Regions from separate parts of the Mus musculus genome. Here all the other regions are linked to region 2. The links are chromatin contacts, called in public HiChIP or PLAC-seq and promoter capture Hi-C maps. All regions are on one chromosome and are shown on one strand. The core of a region is the stretch at or near the end of the contact, and the rest is flanking DNA. Distances in the headings are between cores, read along the strand shown. Region 1 overlaps Mpdz (multiple PDZ domain crumbs cell polarity complex component). Region 2 holds the start of Nfib (nuclear factor I/B). Region 3 has its middle 31 kb from the start of Tyrp1. Region 4 has its middle 86 kb from the start of Gm25803. Region 5 overlaps Lurap1l (leucine rich adaptor protein 1-like). Region 6 overlaps Mpdz (multiple PDZ domain crumbs cell polarity complex component). Region 7 holds the start of Lurap1l (leucine rich adaptor protein 1-like).

Region 1 (3,451 bases), core at 780-3,279, 1.2 Mb after region 2:
CCTTTTCCTCGGCCTAGGAACAATTTATTTAAGGCATGCTAGTTAGAACATATTTTAAGAATTTCATCATTATACGCTCCTCATTAACTCTTCCATATTTTTAATCTTATATTTAATTGCATAATTATCGTCTATGTTCATGCCTGAGATGGAGTTCTTTTTTAAATAGTGATGTCTGTGTTTAATCATAATTATTTAGAGCCTATAGGAATAGGAAGACTCTCTTTTCCCTTGCAGTAAAAACCAAGACAGCTTGAGCAGTCTTTCTTTGCAAAGCTTAGAAAGAATGACACTTAGCAGTGCTGGGGGGCTCGTGTCTGAGCTGTGTGCTGGGATGGAACTCAGAGCCCGATTGATGCTGAACAAGCATTGCATGAGCGGTGTCTCCCCAGACCAGCACTGGCTTTTAAATTCTCACTCTGCCTTACCCTGATCAGCCTCTATGTGGGCTTTCTGGCTCAGCAAACCTGTGGACTCTCAAGTCTCCATAGCTTTGTTTGATGAGGCTGCTTTTGTTCTCCCTGATCCTTTGTCTTTCTGTAGGCCCTCTTTATAGTCTGAAAAAGCCTCCGTTTCTGTGAAATCATTCCTGTTAGGCAGATGCCCAAATATTCTTTATTAATTTTAGTTGCCACCAATTGCTGTCCTAAACAGCCAAAAAAAAAAAAAAAAAAAAAAAAAAAAAAAAAAAAAAAAAAAAAAAAAAAAAATTCCAGCTACTCTGTTGACTGCTAGCTAACTTCACTACCAGATTGGAATGTCAGTGTTAAACCAATTTGGAAGAAGGACCTCTTTTTTTTAAGTATGTTCATCATGTCTGATGGTATGGGGCACCGGGAGCCATGTATGTGTACATGCAGAGCAATTTGCATTCTTCTTTGGCTCTTTTTCTTTGTGTGTGGCTGAGTTCTTTCACAAGTAAATAAGCCTACTTTATACTTGCAGGGAGCAGCAGCAGAAGATGGGCGTCTAAAAAGGGGCGATCAGATCATTGCTGTCAATGGGCAAAGTCTAGAAGGAGTGACCCATGAAGAAGCTGTTGCCATCCTCAAGAGGACAAAGGGCACCGTCACCCTCATGGTTCTCTCTTGAAGTGACTGCCAGAGCTGAAGCAGCCCAGCCACTGGCTCCCCTCCTACTGTAACAGAGAGGACCTGTTTGTATGCTGTGTTGGTCGGAGAAAACTACAGTAGGGAGGCGAGAAACAGAGTGTTTGTTACTCACAGCCAAGCATCATTTTTCCTTTACTCTGCATTTCATGATCATATACTCAAAAAGAAGAGATATTTGCATAGATAAACCTCAGTTTTATCTCGACAATATCTAACAATTTAAGGTCACGTGGACAAAATTATTATATGTTCATCTTGTTAGTGTGGAAACAAAATGATACAAAGTTAGGCAATTAGGTTAAAGATGGAAATTTAGAAAAAAAGAAGACAGTTTTGAGTTTTATAGGACTTCTTCAATCCAGCAGTCCAAAAGAAGAAAAGAAAGTGCTTGCAATACTTTTGAATAGTCTACTGTTTTAAAATTGTGACATATTGGTCCTACTTACCTCTAATGCATATTTTTCTGCTAAAATTGTTTAGCAGTCCTTGTAAGCTTTAAAAAGAAATTCCTGTTTAGTGCATATCTCGGTGTTTGTTTTCAGTTTTAACCTGCTATATTTTCATGTTGTTATAGGTAAAGTGCTGATGCTACCCTGTGTTGGCTAGAGTTCTAGGAAACATCCATGTAGCCATGGGAGACAGAGAAGGAGCCCAGAGTGTTCTAATGCTGATGTAGCAGACTGATACTACGTGGAAAACATGTTACTGTACCATGCTATTGTTTTTCCATTAGTATTAATCTTAATGACATAGAAAAAGACAGCGTGTTAGTAATTATTTTGGTTGTATGCCATTAGTAAATTGACAGAAAAATTAAGGGGGTTAATGTAACTTCATCTCACTGCTGTATATTAACATCTTACAATACAATAGTCTAAGACTGAGGGAAACAGATGGGGCTGTTTACTGAGACAACTGGTGAGGAATTATGTGTTCAATCCCATTTTAGAGCGTGAAACTCCTACATTAGAATAGATAAAGTCACTTTAAATACTATCTATATTTGTAACAGAAGTCGTATACATATATTTTATTATAGCATTCTTGTGTAAATGCAGAATTAAAGTGAATAAATAAGTTTCTGTGGTGCACAACAAACAAGCAGATGCTGTCTTTGTTTTTTATATTGGAAAAAGTGTTATAATTCAAGACTTACTGTTTTAAATTATTGAGTCTCATCATAGATGCAATTAGAGCTTTGGACAACATCCTTGTGGAAGCCTTGGTGTTTTTCCCTCCATAGCGTCTCAGGGATTCACAGACTTCTCGTGAGCTGAGGAAGATGCCATAGGAAAAGGGGTGTTCTGCTTCCAAATTGGCTTTTCAGGGATGCTACCAGTGCAGTAATATTATTGTAAGGTCTGTAAAGAGCTGAAGTGCATCAGATGGAAATCATCTTACTGAATAAGGCCCATCTGGATGGAGGGCAGAACAGGAAAGCTTTGTCTGTAGATTCTGTCTCAAATTAGCTAAAGAGAGTGCAGTGTCTCATTGTCTCTTGCTGGTTTTTTTTTTTTTTCTTTTTTTAAAACGATAGCTCATTTTATTGAAAAACCTTGAGTTCATTTTTAAAATATAGGAGAATATTTTTATATAGCCATCCTGTGAGTTTAGTTGTCCATGCAAAACTGAAAACAAATTAACCAACATGCGGGTTGTAACAAGTCTTCCTCCAGTCCTTGTCATTTGAAGTAATTGGCTAACAACACCCACCTCAGTATGCTGGCAGCCCATTGGCTTTTGGACATCTTTTAATGACCCTCTCTTTTGAAGGTATACCTGCATCCTTCCATAGGACACTGTGCATGCTGAACTTACTGCTTCTGCAAGTTAGAAGTTAAAGAGATTTTAATAGGGAATACTACTATCAGTACTGGGGAGAAGCCAAGCAATCAAACTGTTGTTCAAGACAGTATATCCAAGTAACATTCACACACACACACACACACACACACACACACACACACACACACACAAACCAGGCAAGCGCATGTCTTCACTTAATTAAATAGTGTTGTTCTATGAGTCCATATCCACCTGAATCTCAGAATATAATTTAGACATAGAGTCTTTGCCACTGTGGTTAAGGCCTGGCTATATTAGGATGGGTCCTGTCCTCTGATTTCAACAATCCATCTACATGGAGAGGATGGCAACGTGAAGACGGAGGCAAAGACATGAGCCAAGGACTCTACAAAGGGAAGGATCCAGTCACGTGAAGCCCTTTATGGGGAGACCTTGATGTCAAGTTCCTGATCTCCAGAACTGAGAGAACCTTATATTCTTAAGCCACCAATTGGCAGTACTTTATAAATTAATCCCTAGGTAATTAATAAAAT
Region 2 (3,350 bases), core at 726-3,225:
AGTTAAATTGAATATTTGTTCAAAGGGAAACTCCAGTAGTTAAAGCTGGTATTATCAGTGGAGCGTCCCCGCCCCCTCCCGCAGATTCTGGGGAGGGTGAGAAAAGGGATGCAGCTCACTACAAAGTGATGCTTTGGGATTGTTCGTTTTTATTCCCCCCCTCTTCCCGTCCCGTCTTTCTTTTAAAAGTTAAGATGAGGTTGCCTAAAATTTATGAGAGAAGTGAGTATTTATTTGGATTAACCCCGACTGTCACCTCCTTTCATCTATAAAGACTGTCAACTTTGTCCCAGCTTTTCAAGAAGAAGAAATGACCAGTACAAAAGAAATTAACGTTGTCAGAACGCTAACTAGAGGATTTGCCTAGCGGGGGCACGGAGGCCGCTCCCCGTGGCGCGTGCCCTAAAGGGTTAACTCGCCCCGGTTCTCACAGTTTCCCCCGACTTTACCTGTCCTCCTAGACCCGCCGCCCTCCCCGCCTCCCCACCCCCTGCGCCTTTCTTCACCAGGCTCTTGGTTTACAGGGGCTGCAGCTGGTAGACTTGGCAAGCTCGCCTCATTAAGAGCGCTTTTTGAAAACGGACTGTGTTTGAGCATTTCCCTAATGAGGACAGGACGGGGTTAAAAAGTGACCATTTCATGGTTGACTTGAACCTGCCTACTTTTCTTGATGTGTCGTTGTGAAATGCTTGATGTGGGTAACTTCCACTTGGGGAAGGAAAAAGTCACTGGTTCTTTCAGGTCCGCTGGGGGAGGGCACGGTGGTCAGGAGTGCGAGGACTGGAGAAAGTTGAGGGGGGGAAAGTCCAGGACGCGGGGTGGGAGCGGGAGGCCGCGGGGGGCCTGGAAACGCTCGGCGGCCCCAAGCTAGGGCGACATGGAGCCCCGGGCGCTCACTTTTCTTTCTCCATTGTCTGGGGCAGCCTTTGATTCCTCCATTTCCCCACCCACCCCTAGCGGAAACCCGGAATTTGGGGGGCGGTGTGTGTGGGAGAGAGTGCCCGCGCGAAAGGGGGTGCTGGCCGGTCGCCTCCAGGGTCCCGGGAATCAAGTTCATTCACTCGGCGGGGGGCGGGGCGGGGAGCCGGCGGGAGCCGCCGGGGAGACCCGCAGCCGCACACGCACCCCGCGCGCTCCCGCCCCGCAGCCTCGGGCGCGCCGCGGCCCCGCCCTGCCCGCACCCCCGCGGGAAGGGAGCCGCTTTCCGCCGGCGCCCCGGGCTCTGGGGGTGGGGATTGGGACGCGGCCAGCGCGGCAGGAGGAGGAGGAGAGGAGGGGCGAGCGGTGGCGCGGCCTTCCCGCTCCGAGCGCGGCCACGTGCACCGGGCGCCGGGGGAGGGCGGGCCGCTGCGGCGAGGCTCGGGGGACCCTGGGGACCCCGGCGCCCCTCTCCGATCGCCAGTGCGAGCTCCGGGCTGGGCTGCCCGCCGCGCCCCGGGCTCCGCGCCCGTCCGCTGCAACTCCAGGAGGCCAAGTTCACTCTGGCCCCCGCCTCCACCCTCCCTCTCCCTCCAGCCGCCTGGGGTGCTAGAGTCGGCGCCCTAGCCCCGGCTCGGGGCGGCCTGGGTGTGAGGGAATTTTCCATTCGTTTCTTTCTTGGGCCCAGGCCGGTTCAGGGCTTCTCCCCTTAGGATGTTCTCGCGTCTTGAGCGTCTGCAGCGAGCAGTGAAATAACCTCTCCCTGGGCGGGTTTTCGGGGGTAAACGAAGAGTGGCAGAGAGAAGAGCTATTTTTGAAAAAAGAAAAAAGAAAAGAAAAGAAAAGAAAAGTCCCAATACTGTGGCACCGGTCTGATACCTTTAACAAATGAGGGGGAGAGACGCGAGGGCTGGGGGAGGCGCGCGGGAGGAGGAGGAAGGTGGGGGGCGGGGGGTGTGGAGAGGCTGGTGCAAAAGGAACGCGCGTTTGCAGGAGGAGGAGGAGTAAAGCGGTGATTGTGTAATTAAATAATAAAACAATCCTTAAGTCTGATTTGGAGAGAGCTCGAGCGGGGTCCAGAGGGTGGAACCGGTGAATCTTTCAACTTGCAAGTTTTTCAAGGAAAGAAAGCGAGAGAGGGAGGGGGAATAGAGCCCAGGACAGAAAAGAGGAGTTTGCAGCCAAGCGGGATCGATCGTTTGGGATTTTTTTCAGGAGGTCCTTCCGATCCTTTCCGTGGGCTGTGGCCAGCGGCACCGGCAGCGGAGTCCACGCGCGGCGGGTCAGACCCGGGGCGAAGCGGGCGGGCGGCGGTGCGGCGGGGCAGGAGCGCAGCAAAGGCTTTTCCGCCCGGGAGCTCCGCGCCTGCGCCCCCTCCCTCACCCCGGCCTCTCCCTGCTCCCCCCCACCCCCACCCCCACCCGGCCCTCTCCTGCGCGCGCCCCGCCACCCGCGCGCACTCGCTTGCGCTCCCCCTCGCGCACACACGTGGTCGGCTCGCAGCAAAGTTTCGCCTGCGATCGCCACTCCCGGATCCTGCTGCAGTGTTGGCGGCGGTAACCTTGAACTTTACCAGCGCGGTGACACATTCTCCTCGCTTTCCCCACCGCCTGGCCTCCTGCGCCCCCCTCCCCGCCTTTTTTTAAAAAAAACATTTCACCACCCACCATCACCCCAATCCAACCCACACCGAACCCTCGCGCACCCCAACCCCCAACAACAAACAACAACAACAACAACTGCAAAACAGAAAACAAATCCCCTAAACCAGGCGACCAGCAGCCTGCACCAGCGGCGGCAGCCTCGGAGAGCTCGGCCGGCGCGCGCGAACCGCAAGAGGGTTAAAAGTGTAGATTGGATTTCACCCCGGGAAATCTAGCTCGCCGAGTGAACTTGAATCTTTGGCTATTTAAGGAGGACTGGGTTTGTTGCGAAGTTGCGGTGAACCGGCGCAGTGCCCCGTCCTGATTGATCGCATCGCTGGGCTCAGATGACTGTAAAATGAATAGATGAAATCCTTGCTTCTGGAAGATTTTCTTGGGCATCTCCGGGAAAGTGCGTTTTAAGGCGAAGTCATGATGTATTCTCCCATCTGTCTCACTCAGGTACTTATCTTGGTCGCTTTCTCGAGCTTTCTCTGGCCCCAGACGCCTTTGTTGTGTCTTCTTGCTCTTGTGCTGCAGACCCTCAAAGGCTTTGCCTAACCTTGGCACACCCTGGTCTTCCCCGAGAAGTAGTGCGGAGTTGCGGTGGGCTGTGCGGGCGGCGTGGGACCACGGCTGCCGTGTGCGCCCATCCCAGCGCCCGAGCGGGGAGAGCCGGCACCGGGCGGGCGAGGCTGCTGGGGGTGGGCAGGGCCGAGACCTGCGGCCGTGAGCCCCTGTCCGCCCCTAAGGAGATTGCGGCGAAGGCAGCGGCGGCGGTGGTGGCCG
Region 3 (3,385 bases), core at 395-2,894, 1.6 Mb after region 2:
TGCAGAAAACAGTGTGTGTAAGATGTGTTAGCCATGTTTTGTTCTTCTAGAACAAAATCTATTATGTCATCTTCACACGAACATCCATAGTTGCAAATCTGGTTCAGTTGTCAAAAGAAAAACCATTCAATTACATACATAGCACGGGCCTGCAATAAACATTTTCCTGTGCCCTTCGGTTCAGTACAGCTAGGGGCTGTAAAGTCTAGGACTACACTGACATCTAGAGGAAAGCGGCCCTAAGCACAGAGCTTTTCCAACGACTTTACAAGTTTCCTGGCTCAGTTTTCAATTTTATTATTAATTTTTGCCATGCATCTTTGCCATTCTCTTGTTCTCTAAGCTGACTATGAATTTATTTATTTTTTTTACAGAAATACTCTGTCCTAAAAAGCATAGACTAATGCAGAGAAAAAAGAAAGAAAACCAAAAATTCCCACCCGTTAGTGAACTAAGATTTCGTACAAAGATGAAGTGAATCTTTGTCACTTTCCGACCTGTCTTTGCTGGGATTAAAGTAGCTGAAAGGTGCTAAAGAAATACCTGAATAGTTCATATTGTTGTCCTTCCTATAGAATTGCAGACCCCTTCAGCTCCTTGGGTGCTTTCTCTAGCTCTTCCATTGGGGGCCCTGTGTTCCATCTAATACCTGACTGTGAGCATCCACTTCTGTGTTTGCCAGGCACTGGCATAGCCTCACAAGAGATAGCTATATCAGGGTCCCTTCAGCAAAATCTTGCTGGTGTATGCAATAGTGTCTGCGTTTGGTGGTTGATTATGGGATGGATCCCCAGGTGTGGCAGTCTCTGGATGGTCCATCCTTTCGTCTCAGCTCCAAAGAGGCCCCTTGGTCTTGCAAACTTTATATACCCCAGTACAGGGGAACACCAGGGCCAAGAAGTGTGAGTGGGTGGGTAGGGGAGCAGGGTGAGGGGAGGGTATAGGGGACTTTTGAGATAGCATTTGAAATGTAAGTGAAGAAAATACCTAATAAAAAATTGGAGAAAAAAAGAAATACCTGAATAAAATTCACTTTACTGCTTTAAAACTATGTATAGTGATAATAAAATTATTAGGACAAAATGTTAATATATACATACACACGTGCACACACACATATATACATATATCATACTTATATATACATATACACATACATATCATAACATGTATATATATACACACATACACACATACGTATACATATACATATACGTCATATAAATTCACATACACATACACTCCAACAATTTGGTACGTGTGCTATGTGTAGATGATCTGTTAGAATGCTTTCATATATTTTAAATCTAACCCGGAGTATCAGTTAAGGAAGTACATCTCCTTAATTTAAAAAGACAGATATGCATAAGCCGACTCGGTCTCAAACGTGTATTTTAGAGATGAAATTGAAACATTGTGGTTTCAGTATGGACGTAGGGAAGAGCTGAATGTTTTCCTTAGTCCAGGAACATAGAAATACATTGAGCTGGGCAAGATCTATTCTGAGGTTGCCTCTCAAAACCCTGGAAGCACCAAACAGGCAGCCGGTGCAGCGCGCAAAGGAGGCTTCTGGAAGGAATGCTGCCAAACCCAGGCGCTCCATCATGATTTGCATAAGTGCAAGCGCAGTTCCTCCTGCGTTGTAGTGCTGCACCCCAGACGCTGGGAAGCAGCTGAAGCAGCAGATGACCGTTTACTTTGCCAGAGCGCGTGAAGCAGAGAACATCCCCACATTACTCACTAAGTAATGAGGAGGGGACTGAGAAGCGTTCCGCGGTTCTGACGGGCCTGCCAGTTAGCCCCTGGGCTCTGCTTTGTGTGCTCCACACACAGCAGAGGCTCTCAGGAGGTAATGCAAATGAATCAACAGACAGCGAGAGGTCCCAGCAGCAGCAGGCAAGGTACCGCCTATGCAACAGGGCGTGATGACAGATAATTAGCTGTGACATGCCCTCGATGGCACTGGGAGGAGAGCATTCAGTTGGAAATCAGCGTGCTACAAGCTATGGCAAACCTAGAGATCAAACTTTGCAGCATACATATATATATATATATATATATATATATATATATATATATATATATATATATATTTACAGATGATTGTTTAAAAAATGTAGTTATCACTGAACTTCGTAGAACCTCTTGAAGTTTATTAAGTTCTTTTACATTAAAGCCCATACACCATCACTACAGATACACAACATACATTCTTACTTTGAGTGTTTACAAATTTATTTTTGTTTTGTAGAGCTGTCCTTATTTTAAATATAAGAAAACGGTCGCTTAGAGAAGTTATGAACTACTAGAGGACCGGCAAGCCAGTGGGGCACGCCTTTAACTTTGGCACTCAGGGAGCAAAGGCGGGCGGAGTTCCAGGCCAGCCTGATCGATGTGGTGAGGGAGTCTGAGACAGTTAGGACTAAGATGTTGGCATTTCTACATGATTTTATTTTTCTTCTTAAAAGCTGCTTGTTTGTTTGTTTATAAAAAACATTCTAAAGGTCACTACTAGAACTGGGAAAGTTTTGAACTACACATTAGAAAGGAGTGTTCTATTTCTGTCAAATTTCCTTTCCATTTCATTATGTATAGTAAGAGAACTTTCCTGAAAAAACATTCACAGGGGTGACACAACTGAAACAGGAATAAAGGGCCCAAATATCATCTACTTACTTCTATTCTTGCTCAGGAAACACACCACACACACACACACACACACACACACACACACACACACACACGAATAGTAATAGCGAAAACATATGTGCAAAATGTAGTACCAGTTAAACCTACCTATAACATTTTTGAGGGTGCATTATATTCTTGCAAACGTTCCACACACTGGAATTTTCTTAAGAAAGCTAAACATGGATCATAGGTCAGTTTTTCTTTGAAAGCTTTAGATATTTGTCTACCAAATTAACCATTCCTTTCAATATCTGTATGCTTAGCATAGGCCAAGTGGGTCTGATTCCCACGCCCGCCTAGCCCTTTCAGCTTGGTCACAACCATCAGTGTCTTTAGTCGGTCAGGCTCATCTATTGTCTGTGGATGTACTTGGATGCTGTAGCACCCACCTTTCATTGTGCGCCCGGAAGAGCCTGATGACCATGATGAAGGAGCGTAATTATACAAGAAACGGGGACACATGCTTGCTATTATTGTTTAGCTGGGAATGTTAGCAGTATGGGGGGATTATTAATTACAAATGTCTCTTCCATCAACATAGAAGCTGTTTCTTCTGTTTTCAATGATCACGTGAGCATTTTTAAGCCAGAAAAAGAGCGGCAGCTGCGAACGTTGTTCATTTCAGCCAGAGTCGCTTGTTGCCCATAATCAAAATTGTGAAATGTGCTCAAAGGGGCCATCTTGTGGGAGATTT
Region 4 (3,427 bases), core at 254-2,753, 1.3 Mb after region 2:
CAAGTAGTCCAGGTGATGCTGAAAAGTCAAAATGAGAGTACAAACCAGTCCTTTGATGGTCCCTGTGTCTAACTGGCTGTTCTCACGGTGTACATCTTTGCACGTGTGTGTGTGTGTGTGTGTGTGTGTGTGTGTGTGTGTACGCGTGCGTGCGTGCATGTGTGTGTGCGTGCGTGCGTGTGTGCGTGCGTGTGTGTGTGTGTGTGTGTGTGTTTGTTTTTGTGGTTGTTTTATTCTGATTCTCTGCCATCTTTATTGTCAAATTTCACTAAACACTGGCCATGCACTATAATGTGAATATGCTAATATTCCAAGCTAAATGATTGTCATGTCTGAACATTCTTCACTGTCAATAAGATTAAACAGTCAGGCGGAACACTGTGGCACCTGACCTGCTATCCCAACACTAAGGAGGCTGAGTAAGGAGGATCACGAATTTGAGGTGAGCCTGGGCTGCACGACAAAACACTGTCAACAACAACAACAACAACAAAATAAGAAATAATTTAGTTCCCTACTTTTATAAATGAGTTGAGTTTTTTAAATTGTCAACAATATATTGTAAAAGCTACCATTGAAAACTGTTTTCTAGCAAGTGATTTTTTATTTAACTCAAGTGTTTGGAAGTAGGTTTTTCTAAAGGATTAAATAATTTAATATGACCTCACCCTGTTCTAAGTCAAGGGAATTAGCAGCCAAGCATTAAGGGTGCACATTGGAAGCTGGGGTGACCAGGATGAATGAAGAGCAGCTGGGGCTGTCATTAGCATGTGCTTAGCTGCACTCTCCACAATCCAGACATTAGACCCGCCCAGCTTCCAGCCATCAGTGTATACATTTCCACCAGGAGGATCCTGAGATTGCTCAACTTCTACTGTCTTCACAGGGCAGGTCTCCGCAGGTGAGCAGCTTTCCCAGCGATTGTGTGTATGACTCAGAGTTGCTCTAGTGGCTGTGCCCATAGCAGTGTGAGGCAAGTTCCCATAGAATATTGCCACATGATAGTATTGAGACACTTAGAGGGAAAATAAAAGAGACTAAGCCAAAGAGGTATTTTGATGACTGTTGTGTTTAGTATTGATATGCTAACACACACTTGGTTCAATATCTGTGTCATAGTGATTGCAGTATCAGGTTCTGCACTGATTTAAGGTTTGGACAGCTTACACAGCATGCGTGCACTCTCATCACTTAAAGCGTGTGGCACTAGAAAGCAATGCTCTGACTGAATGGACAGCAAAAACATAAAAATAAAAATGGGTGAACTTGAGGCTAGTGCTGGCCACCATTAATGTGTTTATTTATATGGGTGAGCTCATAATGTATGTTTCAAAGGAAACATTAGAAACAGAAAAGTTAGAATTATCTACAGTAAATAAAAATGATAGACAAGAAGCTATTACACCCACATTAAAATATTTGGCTCCCTGGGGACTGTCAGCCTCAGCCAGTGATAGTTTGCACATATACAGTGCAACAGTGACCCCATTAGGCAGAGTTTCTCTTCCTTTTCTACCTTTCCAGGTGGACAAAAGGAAGAGATGCAGGCAATTGGGCAAAATAGGGGTGTTTAGAATGTGCCAAGGAGGGAGGTGAGATTTTAGCATTATCGTCATAGTGCCAATGATATTTAGCAAGTTCTTACTCAATAACATAAATTATTGAATTTGAATAATCAAAATTCCTGAAGGACAAGCCATATCTCTACGGTCCCCGAGGATACCGGCATAAAGTTGTCTTTAATTAAATGTACTTGAAATTCTCTAAAGTAAACCCGGGAGAGAAACTAAAACAAATCCACTGAGGAAGTTGCACTTCTGAGGTCGAACCACTAGAGGGCAGGAGAGCCCTGCTACTTTTGTTTTGCAACAGTCCTCTGGACACTGAGCCCCTCACCACTTGCCCTTGCCTGGTCCCCACCTCATGACTGGTTAAATGGTCTCTGCAGAAAGGGTCTCCAATCTTATTTCTAAAGTACCAGGCCTTTACAGTTCCCCAGGGACTTGTACAGAAGCAGAAAGCAAGTATGTATTTTACAGATTACATTGTTTCTGCTTTTGTGGAACTTTGTTTTTTGCTCTGGAGAAAAAAAAGGATAGAGCCACAGGCTTACAAGGTTTGTCCTTCCTTCCTTCCTTCCTTCCTTCCTTCCTTCCTTCCTTCCTTCCTTCCTTCCTTCCTTCCTTCCTTCCTTCCTTCCTTCCTTCCTCCCTCCCTCCCTCCCTCCCTCCCTCCCTCCCTTCTTTCTTTCTTTCTTTCTTTCTTTCAGAAAAGACCAAATTAGCTAATTTTTTACAAATACCTTCTTTATGAAAATCTAATTTAAAATGGGACAGTTTTAAAGACAATTTTAAAATGTAGCTAATTGTATTCCAAACAAAATATTCCATATAAGAAAACTAAAAGAATATCCACACTAAGTGCCAATGCTCAGAAGCCAGACGTTTTATTAATATTACTACTACTTCACAGAATTTTTAAATTACTTTGAAAGCACATTTTATGGTTTTCTTTTCCCACCCTCTCAATAGAGCTTTCATTCTGATAGGATGAGAGATTTGGTGGATTTTTTCCTGACTTAAGGTGAAGTCGGCTTGAGTGTCGCTTCAGGGCTTTAGTGGAGAGGATTTAAAGAAGCCGTTGTTCTCCTCCTTCGCTGACCTTCAGCCTCCTCTTGGTAAGTTTCATCTCTGGAACAAACAGAAATAAGCTTATCTGGCATCTTTGGCTTGGGACACTTAGAGTTACGCTTCTACAGACATATGAGCCTACTAAGTTTTCTTGCTGTAGAAGAGTATGATTTGAAAAACATTTTTTTTCCTTATAGAGAACATGCACATAAAACTATACTCTAGTCTTAGGCCCTTAGGATCACCAAAATAGTCTTCATTCTGTTTAATGGCAATTTGTATCCATTGAACATGGTAAATTCTGAAAACTAAGGCATGTTATCCCTGTGTGATAAGAGCCAAGGTTCACTAAATTAATAAACATCCAGTATTATTAACACTCCTGGTACCTTCTTAGTTTTTGTTAAAGTCTCCCCTCTTCACAGAAGTGCTTCCTGACACTTTACATTAAGTGGGTTTTAAGCAGAGATGACAGCTAATACTGTACTGTGTCAAACAGTGCCTTCAATTTCTAGCAAAAGTAATGCATTTTTACAAAATCCTTCTTTGTTTTCTCCCAATTTTTCTTTGGTAGCCCCATGATCTTAGTGCTCTGTCTTTCAGTAAGGGATTAAAAGCATGCAGGGTGTATACGTAGCCCCGGGCAACTTCCTGGAAGGCTTTGCTGAAGTCCCCTTTTAAGCTTAGGGCTCCTGGCTCAGCTTAGCTTTTTCTCTTAATGTGTAAATCGACTATTACTCACTCTGAAGTTCAGTCTACACTGATCCTTAGGAAACTGCAAGAATACAGTAGTAAAA
Region 5 (3,362 bases), core at 519-3,018, 1.6 Mb after region 2:
GTTTGGAGTGAACTGAAAGATGAATATGGTAATGTTATTGGCAATTCAATATTTCCCATTTTCTTCTGTCACAGTTTTTCTTTTCAAAATTGCACATTTAAACAGAAAGTAGATTTTGAGTTGGCTGCAAAAAAATTGGAAGGTTCATAGGATGGGAATAAGAGTTTCTTGTTGAGTAGCCTACTATAAACCATATTTTTGATATGTTAATTCATTTTCTTTATAATGGGTTCCCGTAGAATGATCCTTTTGCATTGGGAATGTAACTGAACTACTGGCATCTCACTGTGATACTCTTTTTCAACTTCTGTTAGTGATTTGGCCCCATCTAACAACCTTTATGATACGAGAGCCTCAGGCTTGCCTGATTTTCCATACAGTGCCCAATGCTGACCAAGTATTTTCACTTGGGGATTTTAAGTGGGACCCTCTAGATCAGAGCAGTGATCTAAGTCTCACTGGATGGAGGCAATAAATGGAATAGCAGTCAATAAAGAACTCCTACAAGATCCCAACACTTACTGCAGTACCTTTGTCTAACTGTTCTAGTGATGTATTCAGTCTCAGCTTTGAAAAATGGTTTTAGGAATACTAAATAAAAGTATATCATTTCTTATAAGCTTCTTATGCCATATACTTAGGTGCTGCCTTAAATATCAATTTGTCCATATGTCATTATCTCACACACACACACATTGCTGAAGCTGATTATTCTCATCATGGTTCCAATCTGACAAGTAACTCACTGGTCTTCACAATAGGAAAAAAAGCTGAGCAAACTGTAAGTCAACAATTAGAATAACCAGAGAACTGAGGTCACAAGGCAAACTGTGGCTTAGGACACAGGTCAGTAAAATCATTGTGTGCAGAAACAGAATCCCAGAAGCAGAAGGCACCAAGTTAGGACCAATGTCATTTAGCAATGTTGAAAGGACAACTTGTGAGTTACTGGAGGTTCAGGGGCCCTGTTTGTGAATTAGGAATGGTCTCAACACCTCTATACTTTACAATTTCACCTCTGGGAGTCCTGCTGCCTGATGAATCACTCTGAAGTCTATGCTGCAGAACTGCCTGGTCTCCTGAAGCAGGATGCACCATAAAAGAGATTGTTTTACAGAGACTAAGAAAATTAGGTTTGTCTTAAAGCATAACCTAGTTGGGAGAAGGAAACTATTCAAGTCAAGCTCAGTACAGAACACTCTGCCATCATCCAACATCCCAGCAACCCAGCTACTAGTGCATAACCTGGGGGTTGAGACGGAAAGTGCTTCAGGCTTCTGATCCTAGTGAAGAGTGTCTTAGAAAAGTGAGCACTAACAGAATAGTCAGAACAGGAGGCCTGGAGGAAGCTTTAGTCACGGACATCCACAGCTAGAAACAACAGTAACCAGCCTAAGTCTGACTCAGGCTAACACTTGAAGGTCTCCAAGCTCAGCTCTGTTTTCATGCCCAACAGCCACAGAAAGCCAGAGAAAAGTCTAGAAACAGTTCAGAACAGCATAAAAAACCCAAATGACCAAGGATGAGAAACTATTTTGTTGTTGTTGTTGCAAACTATTAAAACAAGAGAAATCTGAACTGAAATACTTAAGTCCTGAAGGGAAGAGGGAAATCAATAAAACAGAGGACATTGTATAGTGACAGCATTACCCTTAAATAGTGACGGAGAGTCAGGTTGAGGCACAGTAAAGTATGGAGTGTTTCTCCTTCCCTCAAGCTGCACTGCCTGGAGAGGTCTTCACAGTCTAGTTTGAGACAGCTGGTCTCTGCTGCACTAGCTCCCACGAGCACTACACCACGTAGCAGACTTTGGTGTTGATTCAAATGCCATAGCATGGTTGAATAGCATGGTTTTGTTTGTTTTTGTTTTTTGTTTTTTTCTTTTTTGGAAGAGCTATTAAGAAGCTTAACCTTAACATTATGGAGAGACTGGGTGTGTGACACTCTCTTAATATCCATAGAGATTGCTGAGAGACTATCACTCAAATTGAACTTCACCATAAAGAAATAAAGTCCATTACTTTATTTTTGTTCTCTGGGGCTATTAGACAAGATTAAAAATAATTTTCTATGATCACTTTTACCATAAATTTCTAAACTTCCTTGAAAATCACTTCTTATCTAAACATAATATTTTGTAATGTTATCTATCTTTTGAAAATGATTAAAATTTCAACATATCCTCAATGTATGCTAAAATAGCTTAAGACCTATTGTCTATGGGGCTATTTCTTCAGGTAATTAGCTATTTACTACGAATTTTTCTCAGACTTAGGAACTTACACATGAATTTAGAAATTAGTGTCTCAAAGATGTGCAAATAAATGATTTTTACAGTGTAGAAAAAATGATAATCTCAAAAACTTTGATTTTTGTTGCAATGGACATTTGACAGTTTTATCTCTAAATGAGGAATTTGCTCTTATGATTTTTTTTCCTGAGAAAATAGACAGCACATTTATCTAATTCTGGCTTTGAAAACTAAATGCCCCATCAGTTTTGCCATGTTCCTTCTGAGTTTCTTGTGACAGTCAAGTTTGCGACTTGCTGCCTACCGCAGGAAGCACGGTGGGCTCAACACAAGAGCTGCTCATTGGGAATGGTCTAAGATGCTCAGAGAAAGCAATAAGAGGGGGCCATCGCCTTCTTAGCGCACTGTTTCTTCTGGACAGTTGTCTTGTTGTTGTTCTTGTTCTGGTTTGTTTGCCTTGTTGTTTACAATGCTGACTATGTAGCCCCATGTTTTATTTAACTCTGTGATCACATCATATCCATTTCACAACTAGATAATGGTAGGGTTAATTACATAGCCGGGTATGCCTCAAAAACAAAACGTGTGTAAACAGCCACTTCAGTAGCTACTGAACATCAAGGCCAGGAAAAGTCTCACACTCTCACTATAACTCTGGGGCACCCTGGCAATCTGGTTTCATGATGGCATGTCTTGATGGTCCCTGTGGGAGCTCTGGGAGGTAATAGAAGATATGGCCAGTTGCTCTCTATTGTCTGCTTGTCGATTTGCTAATGTCTGCAAAGAAAACATTCCTTTTCCACTAAGGAAGAAAATAACTCTTTGAAACTGGTGGCCTGTGTTTTCTAGTGTCCTATGCCCAAGACCATGAAGCTGAGGTTTCAAGTCCTTGTAGGTGACTGTGGACTTAACTAAGATATCTCTTACAACTCACTAAAATCATGATATGCAGGACTAGCAAGATGGATTAGTGGGTGAAGTTTCTTGCTACACAAGACCTGTCCTGAGTTCAATCCCCAAAGCCACATAAAGCATATATGTATGTGTCTGAATACATACATACACACATACATACACACATATAGAGTAATAATAATAATAATAATAATAA
Region 6 (3,357 bases), core at 467-2,966, 1.2 Mb after region 2:
TTTCTGGGAATTCCATGCCTTGATCAGAGTTCTGATTTTGTTGTTCTGCATAGTTACAAAGGACAGGCCCTGGATCTCCCATGCATGATGACCAGAAATAGTCTGCCCACCACCAGGCCCCCCATGTCGTCCACTGCCCAGTCATTTCTCCCATCTTACTCTGTGGTCCTGTTTCTTGGCACTTGTAAGGCCCTCTTGAGTGAAGCAGGAGTTGACATTTTAAACTGTAAAGCAGAGAGGAAGTTGAGAGGAACAGAAATGTCACTTTACCCATCCCTTTTCCTGCCTTGCCTCTCAGGGAAAACATTGCAGGAAGCACGGATTGAAAGGGTAACGTGGCATAGGCAGCAGTGCGGGAGCCAGTGGACAGAGTCTCCAACATGCTCCATGCAGGGTGGCGTCATGTGACCACTCCTCCCACTCCATGCCTGGCAAGGGGGCTTTGTCAGGGAGAAGTAACACAAACATTTAATTGGAGCCAATATGAATTTTAAATGTCTGCAATTTTCTTTAAAAGATCCAGTCAATAGCAGGAAAGGATAGAGATAGCGGGGTGTGAAAGGAAGACTTTATTGTGCTAAGGAAATTACTTTTTTTCTTTTTTAAATATGAACGTGCTAAATTCTATTTGGCTGACTTCCTGCCTTTAATATGTATATTCAGCTTTAACAGCCCTGGCTAAGGGCTTACTACACTCAAGTCACAAAATCTAGGCGCAACACTAAACACAGACTTCAAATATTATCCAAAGCTGTAAATCCTTCAGTAGTGTAGTAGATGTCAGATTTTCTTTTCTTTTATTAAGATATAAATCTCTGTCACATCTTCACAAGAAATGGTGAAGAGAAGAGCACACCATATCATGATTCTTTTTCCCCCAACTGTTAAAGTTTAAAACTGTGGTTTAGAACTAAATCAGTGTCTACTGGCTGGTCAGAGCGCAATGTCCTTAATGGCGGACAATGTAAAGAAACGAAGGTTACAGTGAGCTGGCAGGTAAGTGCTTACTGTGCATTCTAAACAACTACCGAAAAGTAATGCCCTTCATTTCTAAAAGTAAATGGAAAAAGACCTGTTTCCATCTGAAATAGGTCCACTGGGACTCAGGAATCGGAAGCCAGTTTGTAAGCAGAGCAGAGTACATGCCTTTCACTGCATGATAGTAAAACCTTCCGGGGCAAATGGAAGAAATTCCAGTCAGGTTGACAGTCTGTTTTCCTTCCAGGAGTGATTAGACTCAGATGTAGGCTTGGGTCATTAGAAACAAACCATTACTCTCTGTTTAAGAGGAGCACACTGAGGGCGGTGGTGGCGCACACCTTTAAACCCAGCACTTGGGAGGCAGATGTAGACAGATTTCTGAGTTTGAGGCCAGCCTGGTGTATAAAATTGAGTTCCAGGACAGCCAGGACTACACAAGAGAAACCCTGTCTCTAAAAACAAAAACAAAACAAACAAACAAACAAAAAAAGAGGTGCACACCGAGCTAGCTTCATTGTCTCATAGGCAGCTCTGACCGTTAAGTACTTGGTTCTTGTGGTTGGGTTGGTTTACGTTTCTTGTGCCTTCAGCGCATCTTCTGTTTCCTTTTAGAAATCCCCTTTGCCTTCCTTGCCGCACAGCCTTTACCCTAAGTACAGCTTCAGCAGCACTAACCCATTTGCAGACTCTCTCCAGCTCACCACTGACCAGGTTGGATCATGTCTGTTGTCTTGTAGTTGCCTTTGCACAATGTCTTGTTTTAACTGTGCCTTTGTCCCAGTTCACTTTTTACCACACTTAGTCAGAAAAACAAAGAAAACAACCCATTGTTTATTCAGAGAGGACATGAACTTTGTCCTGCCAGCGAATATTTATATTTTTACTTGTAGTTAAAAGATTCCAGTGTTTCTCCTGCATTTTTGTTTGATTTTTTTTTCATGTTTAAATTTTAGTTGCTATTTGTATAAACTACTTTTCAATACAATTTCCTTAAACCTTGTATGGTCTAAAGCATCTTCAGATTTGTGTACTCTACAAATCACTCTAAAAATAATTGTGGTTGTGTGTGTGTGTGTGTGTATGTGTGTGTGTGTGTGTACATGACAAAACCTTCTGAATATTCATAGAATAAGTCTATATAAATGCCAGATCATGAAGTGTAACTGTTTCTGTGCTTGTCATTTTTCCTAGTATGTTCTCATATTTGAATGAAATTATAAAACCAAATTTGAAACAAAAATTTATAAAAAAATCTTTTATATCAAAATTCGGTAGTAGAAATGGAAAAAGCTGTCAGAATTTTATTTTGGAGACCACTTTATGAATATTCGTTGGATTTTTATGTTACTATGTCATGGATAAGAGCAGAAGCCATACCTGGAGGGATGTTTTCTGTGACCAAGAGAGTTACACAACATTCAAATAGTCATCTATTATTCCCCAACTGACCCTTTTACTCCCGCACCATTTAAGGTTGTCTCCGTGCACGGTTTTTAAAGTGGGTGTGGTTTTTTTTTTTGTGTGACGTGCATGTTCATTTATTTGCTGTGAGCCCATGGGCTTGGGTGACTTCATTTGACCTTTGTAAAATACATATTTTATTAACAGATTTCAAGAAGTGTCAATAACAAGCTGGTTACATGGTCTTGATACAGGCAGTTAGCAGACTTAACTGCCCCTCCAGGAGGAAGACAAACGCTGCGTCTCTGATTAGTCAGTTGGCTTGGGGTACAGTTTTGCTGTATAATGTTGTGCCTTCAGTCCTGACAAGACTTTAAGATGGTCAGATTTTTTTTTTCATCATTAAGTGAAAGAATAACAACAACAGAAAGGAAATGGTTGAATGAGCTACAAAATGCACATCCATAGATTTGAATAAAATTATGTTAGACAAATAATACCTTTTGATCATACAGAGAAATAAATTTTCTTTTTAACCAAAGCTTCTTAAGTACATGTCTTGTCTTTTTTAGAGTGATGTCTGAATTTTGGTTGGATCAAGTGAAGTTTCTGGTGTTCTTGCACATTTTTATCTGTACATTATTTGAGAGACTTTTATAGCATGCTATTCTGGAAGACAGCAGGGATTTCCTTGGCACTTGTAACTTGTATTTGTTTGGCCAGTGATGTGTAAACTGAACATTGTTAGTACAGCAAATTCTATGCCTCAGATCAATTGCCCCGGATTTGTCAGCCAGCCCCGTGCCTTGCTCCATGTGCATTTTGATTTAGCAAAAAAGATTGTATCTAGTGCATGAAGCTCTAGTGTTGATATGTTTCATGGTATTCCCACGACTAGCTAAGCATTTGTAAGTGTTTAAGGATGTCTTCTGTTAGAACAGGTTATTTTTAGAAAATAATAAACATACACATAAA
Region 7 (3,655 bases), core at 119-2,618, 1.6 Mb after region 2:
GGACCCCGCCGCGCCACCTCCCGGCCAGCTGGGAGGCATTTCTGCGCTAAGTGCATTGGACTAAACCACCCTTTGAACCAAGGCAAAACATAAACGGCTCACAGCAGGCCCAGATCCGCGCAGTAACTGCCGGCCTTTAGCAGGCTAGTGCGGGAGAATCCGCGGCTGGCAGCTGCAGAGTGGTGCGCAGGGAGTAGCTCTATCAGAAAGTAGAGCCGAATGAGCTGCCAGGGCACCCCGTGACCGAGCAAAGTCCTCAGGGTTCAAGCTTAGCTGTAGCCGAGTCCAGAGGCGCGCTCCCGCACACCTCCTCCCAGCTTCTCCCCCCCCCCCCCCCCCCGCTCCTGTGCCACCCTCTCGGGTCCCAGGCCCCGGGTCCCCAAGTCGCCTCTGACGCATCACACTCACCATCTCCTGTCTGAGGATGTGCAGTTTGGTCTCTAACCTCTCCAGGGCGCTGGGGTGGCTACGTCGTGGAGAGCCAGAGGCAGGGGAGGATGACGACGAGGAGGACACGGAGGGCGCAAAGCTGCTGCAGCTACTGCTGCTGCTGCAGCTCCCACCAACCCCGCTGGGGTCCGCAGCCCCTTCCCGAGGCGCCAGCTCCTCCCCGCGCAGCGAGCGCGCTAGGCTCTCGGGCACTTTGCGCCCCAGCTTCAGCTCGATGTCTCTGAGGTCTGGCAGCGGGCTGTCTTCCATGACTCTTTGCGAGGGGCGACACTGACAGTAAAGGCAGAGGGCGCGAGGAGGCGGCGGCGGCGGCCTGGCGGACTCCGGAGCTCAGTACTGGGCTCCTCTGGCCGGGCCTGAGTCCCCGCGGTCGCCCGTGCGCTCCATGCCCCGGGCGCAGTCGGCAGATCTGCACCCGGCTGCAGTTTCAGGCTCTGCCGCTCCACAGCCAGCAAGATTAGCCAGATCGCTTCATTCCTTTCCTAGCTGGCCACTCCACCGCCAAGTTGAGTTAATTGATACTGCAGAGAAGAAGGGCAAAAGCTAGTACGTTATACCGAGAGACCCAAGAGAGAAATGGAACCTGCTCGATGCGGGGAAATTCCCATTTCAAACTGTCCATTCACATCCCAGCGCGGTTCACGGTGCCCATCTGGTATTACACCACACAGAATAACGAGGTGGCCACACTCCCGGGTCGTTTCATTTTCCAGCCATATGTCGCCAAGGATCAGACTATCTTAGACGGTCAGGAAAAAAAAAAAAAAATCTGATCAATGAAAGAAGTGGGTTCGTCCTGTGTGTAGGCGGTGTAGGCGCATTTTAGAAAGAAAAAAGAAAAAGACACGGTTAGCTTAGCTGGGGTTCAAGGGCTTCCTGGTTGCTGCAGCAGTGTCCTTTCCTTTTAGTCGGTCTCATCCAAGTCATTGTGTTCCTCCGAGCCTCGGAAACTTTAAACTCGACTGGCAGGTGGACCAAAGCAGAGCCAACCCCTGTACCGTATGTCACAGACAAGAAGGGCAGCAAAATCTTCCCAACCCTGATGTTAAGAAACTGAAATGCAAATCCTGCCTCAGCTGAGCATACCCATATTAGGTTACTAAGTTAAAAGTTGCCCTGCTGAAGTCCCCTGACAGCTACAACCTGTAGAACACATTTTTAACATTAGAGGCAGAAGAATGGCTAAATTTTATGTCGTTTTCCACCCCCCCCCCCAACTTTCCTAAAAGCCAATTACACATAGCATTAGAATTCTTGCCCAATAACTCCACAAAGAACGGAGAAATTCAATCGATAAATAGTTCAGTGAAGTTGAACAAATTTTTATGTACTATTTGATTCGCAAAATATTCAGTATTATTAATGTGTTTGATGTTAAAAAATGCATTTAAGCCGTGCAGTGGTGGCACACGCCTTTAATCCCAGCACTTAGAGGCAGAGGCAGAGGCAGAGGCAGAGGCAGAGGCAGAGGCAGAGGCAGAGGCAGAGGCAGAGGCAGAGGCAGAGGCAAGTGGATTTCTGAGTTCGAGGCCAGCCTGGTCTACAGAGTGAGTTCCAAGACAGCTACATCTATACAGAGAAACCCTGTCTCAAAAATTAAAAAAAAAATGCATTTAAACAATAAAAATTTTAAGAAAAAAATGGTTCAGTGAAAATGTACAAGAAGATATAATTGTGTTGCCAATATTCCAGCATACTACCCCAAGCAGAAATGAAGAACAGAATAACCAGAGCATGTATGTGTTTGTATATATATATATAAATACTGAGGGGGCAGGAGAATTTTAAATGGAAGAAATTGCTGAAGCATTCCTCTTTAATTATGGAAGAAAAACTCTGAGAGTAACTAGTGAAATCATACTTGTTTTCTTTGATAATTTCTATATAATTTGCTGCTATTTAGGAAGAACCACAACTTTGTAAACCATTAATCTAGAATACATCTACCAAGTAAATCAGCAACAAGTACATAGATTATAAGATTGCTTGAACATTGTATTTGTGTCAGTGAGAGTTGAGAATAGTATTTTCAACCCACCAAACTATAATTTTAGGTTTCCATTGAAGTATTTCCAATACTTTTTGTCTGGGACCTACTCATTTGTGTCCTCTGTTCCTCTGGCCTCCTTTCCCATTCAGCTTTTCCATTCCAAACAACATAGATAAATGGAGTTTGGAGTTTGTTCATGTCATCTTCACATCCAAGAAACCTTAAAAGGAGAAAAAGCAGAGACTTTCTGAAGGAAATATCTCATGGCAGGGAAAACGTTGCTGAAATTGTCTTGTCAATAAGCCAGACCTTTGCATGTGTTAAAACTGTTTTTAAAAGGAAAAAAGGAAAAAAAAATTAAATGTTGTAAGTTAGGTGGCTCATTTCAAAATCAGAACTACCATTTATGGAATCAAAGAGGGACCAACTTAAATCGCAACTCTCCCATAAAACTGCATGCATTGTTTGAAAGCTGGCAAACCACAAGTTCATTGCATGAGGATTGCACTGTGGCATGTAATTATGGACGCTTCTCATTTGAGTCACGGACAGCTTTTTATTATAAACTGTACAAAGTCCAATTCAGAGCTGAATGCAAAGTAAACCCCAAGGATTCAATACCTAGTTAGATCTTCGTTGGACAAGTCATTTTCCAGTTATCATCAGTGAAGTGCCTATCTGTAACTAAGACAGAAGTTGACCTTATAATAAAAAGAGTATGATGGCCGGGTGGTGGAGGAAGATCCCTTAAATCCCAGCACTCAGGAGGGAGAGGCAGGAAGATCTTGGAGCTGGAGGCCAGCCTGGTCTCCAGAGCAAATTCCAGGACTGCCGGATATACACTAAGAAATCCTGTTTGGAAACAAACAAACAAGTAGATTGCATATAGTTAACATTTTGTTCTTGTGAAATGTAAAACACATTTAAGCATTTAAAGAAAATCTTCGTTATGTTGTTTTTAAAGTGTTCTTTATGATGTCTTATGATATATTTGTTTAAAATGGAAATGTTTTGAATGCCAGTTTGGGGAACAATTTAGAACTATAATCCTTACTAGGCCTAAAATAGAATATGGTAGACTTTTCTTCTCTGTGGTTTGATATGATGATATTTCTCATTCCAAATTTCTGAAAATTGGATTTTTTAAGTTTTAGTCTTGAGTACATTTTCTGTTCATCTTCAAGATGTATATATATGTATCTCTGAGGAAATGTA

What was found. Promoter capture Hi-C pulls out the DNA fragments that hold promoters and counts their contacts. HiChIP or PLAC-seq counts read pairs in DNA pulled down with a chosen protein or histone mark.
Region 1: a promoter capture Hi-C map of hippocampal neurons shows a contact between it and region 2, with 12 times the contacts expected there. The contact joins the enhancer-like site here to the promoter of Nfib in region 2. A contact is called at or near these places in 8 of 39 promoter capture datasets (the 3T3-L1 cell line, cranial neural crest, hippocampal neurons and 3 more), 1 of 484 Hi-C or Micro-C datasets (rod photoreceptor) and 4 of 115 datasets of contacts at active chromatin or transcription factors (astrocytes, embryonic forebrain, embryonic stem cells and 1 more).
Region 3: a contact with region 2 is called in a promoter capture Hi-C map of hippocampal neurons, with 21 times the contacts expected there. The contact joins the enhancer-like site here to the promoter of Nfib in region 2. A contact is called at or near these places in 10 of 39 promoter capture datasets (the 3T3-L1 cell line, 3T3-L1-derived adipocytes, embryonic stem cells and 4 more), 2 of 484 Hi-C or Micro-C datasets (both in cortical neurons) and 10 of 115 datasets of contacts at active chromatin or transcription factors (astrocytes, craniofacial prominence, embryonic forebrain and 4 more).
Region 4: a promoter capture Hi-C map of hippocampal neurons shows a contact between it and region 2, with 16 times the contacts expected there. The contact joins the enhancer-like site here to the promoter of Nfib in region 2. A contact is called at or near these places in 7 of 39 promoter capture datasets (the 3T3-L1 cell line, 3T3-L1-derived adipocytes, embryonic stem cells and 3 more) and 4 of 115 datasets of contacts at active chromatin or transcription factors (embryonic forebrain, embryonic stem cells, stem cell-derived neural progenitor cells and 1 more).
Region 5: a promoter capture Hi-C map of hippocampal neurons shows a contact between it and region 2, with 9 times the contacts expected there. The contact joins the enhancer-like site here to the promoter of Nfib in region 2. A contact is called at or near these places in 4 of 39 promoter capture datasets (hippocampal neurons, liver and pre-B cells), 2 of 115 datasets of contacts at active chromatin or transcription factors (the NIH/3T3 cell line and VIP interneurons) and 1 of 9 other capture datasets (embryonic stem cells).
Region 6: a promoter capture Hi-C map of liver shows a contact between it and region 2, with 5 times the contacts expected there. The contact joins the enhancer-like site here to the promoter of Nfib in region 2. A contact is called at or near these places in 11 of 39 promoter capture datasets (the 3T3-L1 cell line, 3T3-L1-derived adipocytes, the C10 cell line and 7 more), 1 of 484 Hi-C or Micro-C datasets (adipose-derived mesenchymal stem cells) and 8 of 115 datasets of contacts at active chromatin or transcription factors (astrocytes, cardiomyocytes, craniofacial prominence and 4 more).
Region 7: an H3K27ac HiChIP or PLAC-seq map of embryonic stem cells shows a contact between it and region 2, with 10 times the contacts expected there. The contact joins the promoter of Lurap1l here to the promoter of Nfib in region 2. A contact is called at or near these places in 2 of 39 promoter capture datasets (hippocampal neurons and liver), 2 of 484 Hi-C or Micro-C datasets (cortical neurons and embryonic stem cells) and 4 of 115 datasets of contacts at active chromatin or transcription factors (embryonic stem cells, epiblast stem cells and stem cell-derived neural progenitor cells).

What each region holds. Positions count from the first base shown.
Region 1 is chr4:81,277,264-81,280,714 of GRCm38.p6, reverse strand. It overlaps Mpdz (multiple PDZ domain crumbs cell polarity complex component), which reads left to right. Exons shown (of 47, transcript NM_010820.3): 47 at 946-2,216. The coding sequence ends at 1,092. Among named protein-coding and RNA genes, the nearest start is that of Gm25803, 59 kb to the left of the region's middle. Within about 2 kb of position 2,029, at least 6 of the 459 cell types and tissues checked have an H3K27ac peak or open chromatin away from gene starts, as enhancers often do. A contact at or near this core is called in hippocampal neurons, where this site is marked.
Region 2 is chr4:82,504,404-82,507,753 of GRCm38.p6, reverse strand. It overlaps Nfib (nuclear factor I/B), which reads left to right and starts at 1,975. Exons shown (of 12, transcript NM_001113209.2): 1 at 1,975-3,023. The coding sequence starts at 2,994.
Region 3 is chr4:80,863,085-80,866,469 of GRCm38.p6, reverse strand. No RefSeq gene overlaps it. Among named protein-coding and RNA genes, the nearest start is that of Tyrp1, 31 kb to the right of the region's middle. Within about 2 kb of position 1,644, at least 95 of the 459 cell types and tissues checked have an H3K27ac peak or open chromatin away from gene starts, as enhancers often do. A contact at or near this core is called in cortical neurons, craniofacial prominence, embryonic forebrain and 3 more, where this site is marked.
Region 4 is chr4:81,250,572-81,253,998 of GRCm38.p6, reverse strand. No RefSeq gene overlaps it. Among named protein-coding and RNA genes, the nearest start is that of Gm25803, 86 kb to the left of the region's middle. Within about 2 kb of position 1,503, at least 17 of the 459 cell types and tissues checked have an H3K27ac peak or open chromatin away from gene starts, as enhancers often do. A contact at or near this core is called in hippocampal neurons and liver, where this site is marked.
Region 5 is chr4:80,937,302-80,940,663 of GRCm38.p6, reverse strand. The region is part of intron 1 of Lurap1l (leucine rich adaptor protein 1-like); the gene reads right to left. Among named protein-coding and RNA genes, the nearest start is that of Lurap1l, 28 kb to the right of the region's middle. Within about 2 kb of position 1,768, at least 21 of the 459 cell types and tissues checked have an H3K27ac peak or open chromatin away from gene starts, as enhancers often do. A contact at or near this core is called in the NIH/3T3 cell line and hippocampal neurons, where this site is marked.
Region 6 is chr4:81,311,835-81,315,191 of GRCm38.p6, reverse strand. It overlaps Mpdz (multiple PDZ domain crumbs cell polarity complex component), which reads left to right. Exons shown (of 47, transcript NM_010820.3): 27 at 1,594-1,692. Among named protein-coding and RNA genes, the nearest start is that of Gm25803, 25 kb to the left of the region's middle. Within about 2 kb of position 1,716, at least 11 of the 459 cell types and tissues checked have an H3K27ac peak or open chromatin away from gene starts, as enhancers often do. A contact at or near this core is called in liver, where this site is marked.
Region 7 is chr4:80,908,399-80,912,053 of GRCm38.p6, reverse strand. Lurap1l (leucine rich adaptor protein 1-like) reads right to left here and starts at 1,368. Exons shown (of 2, transcript NM_026821.5): 1 at 409-1,368. The coding sequence starts at 699.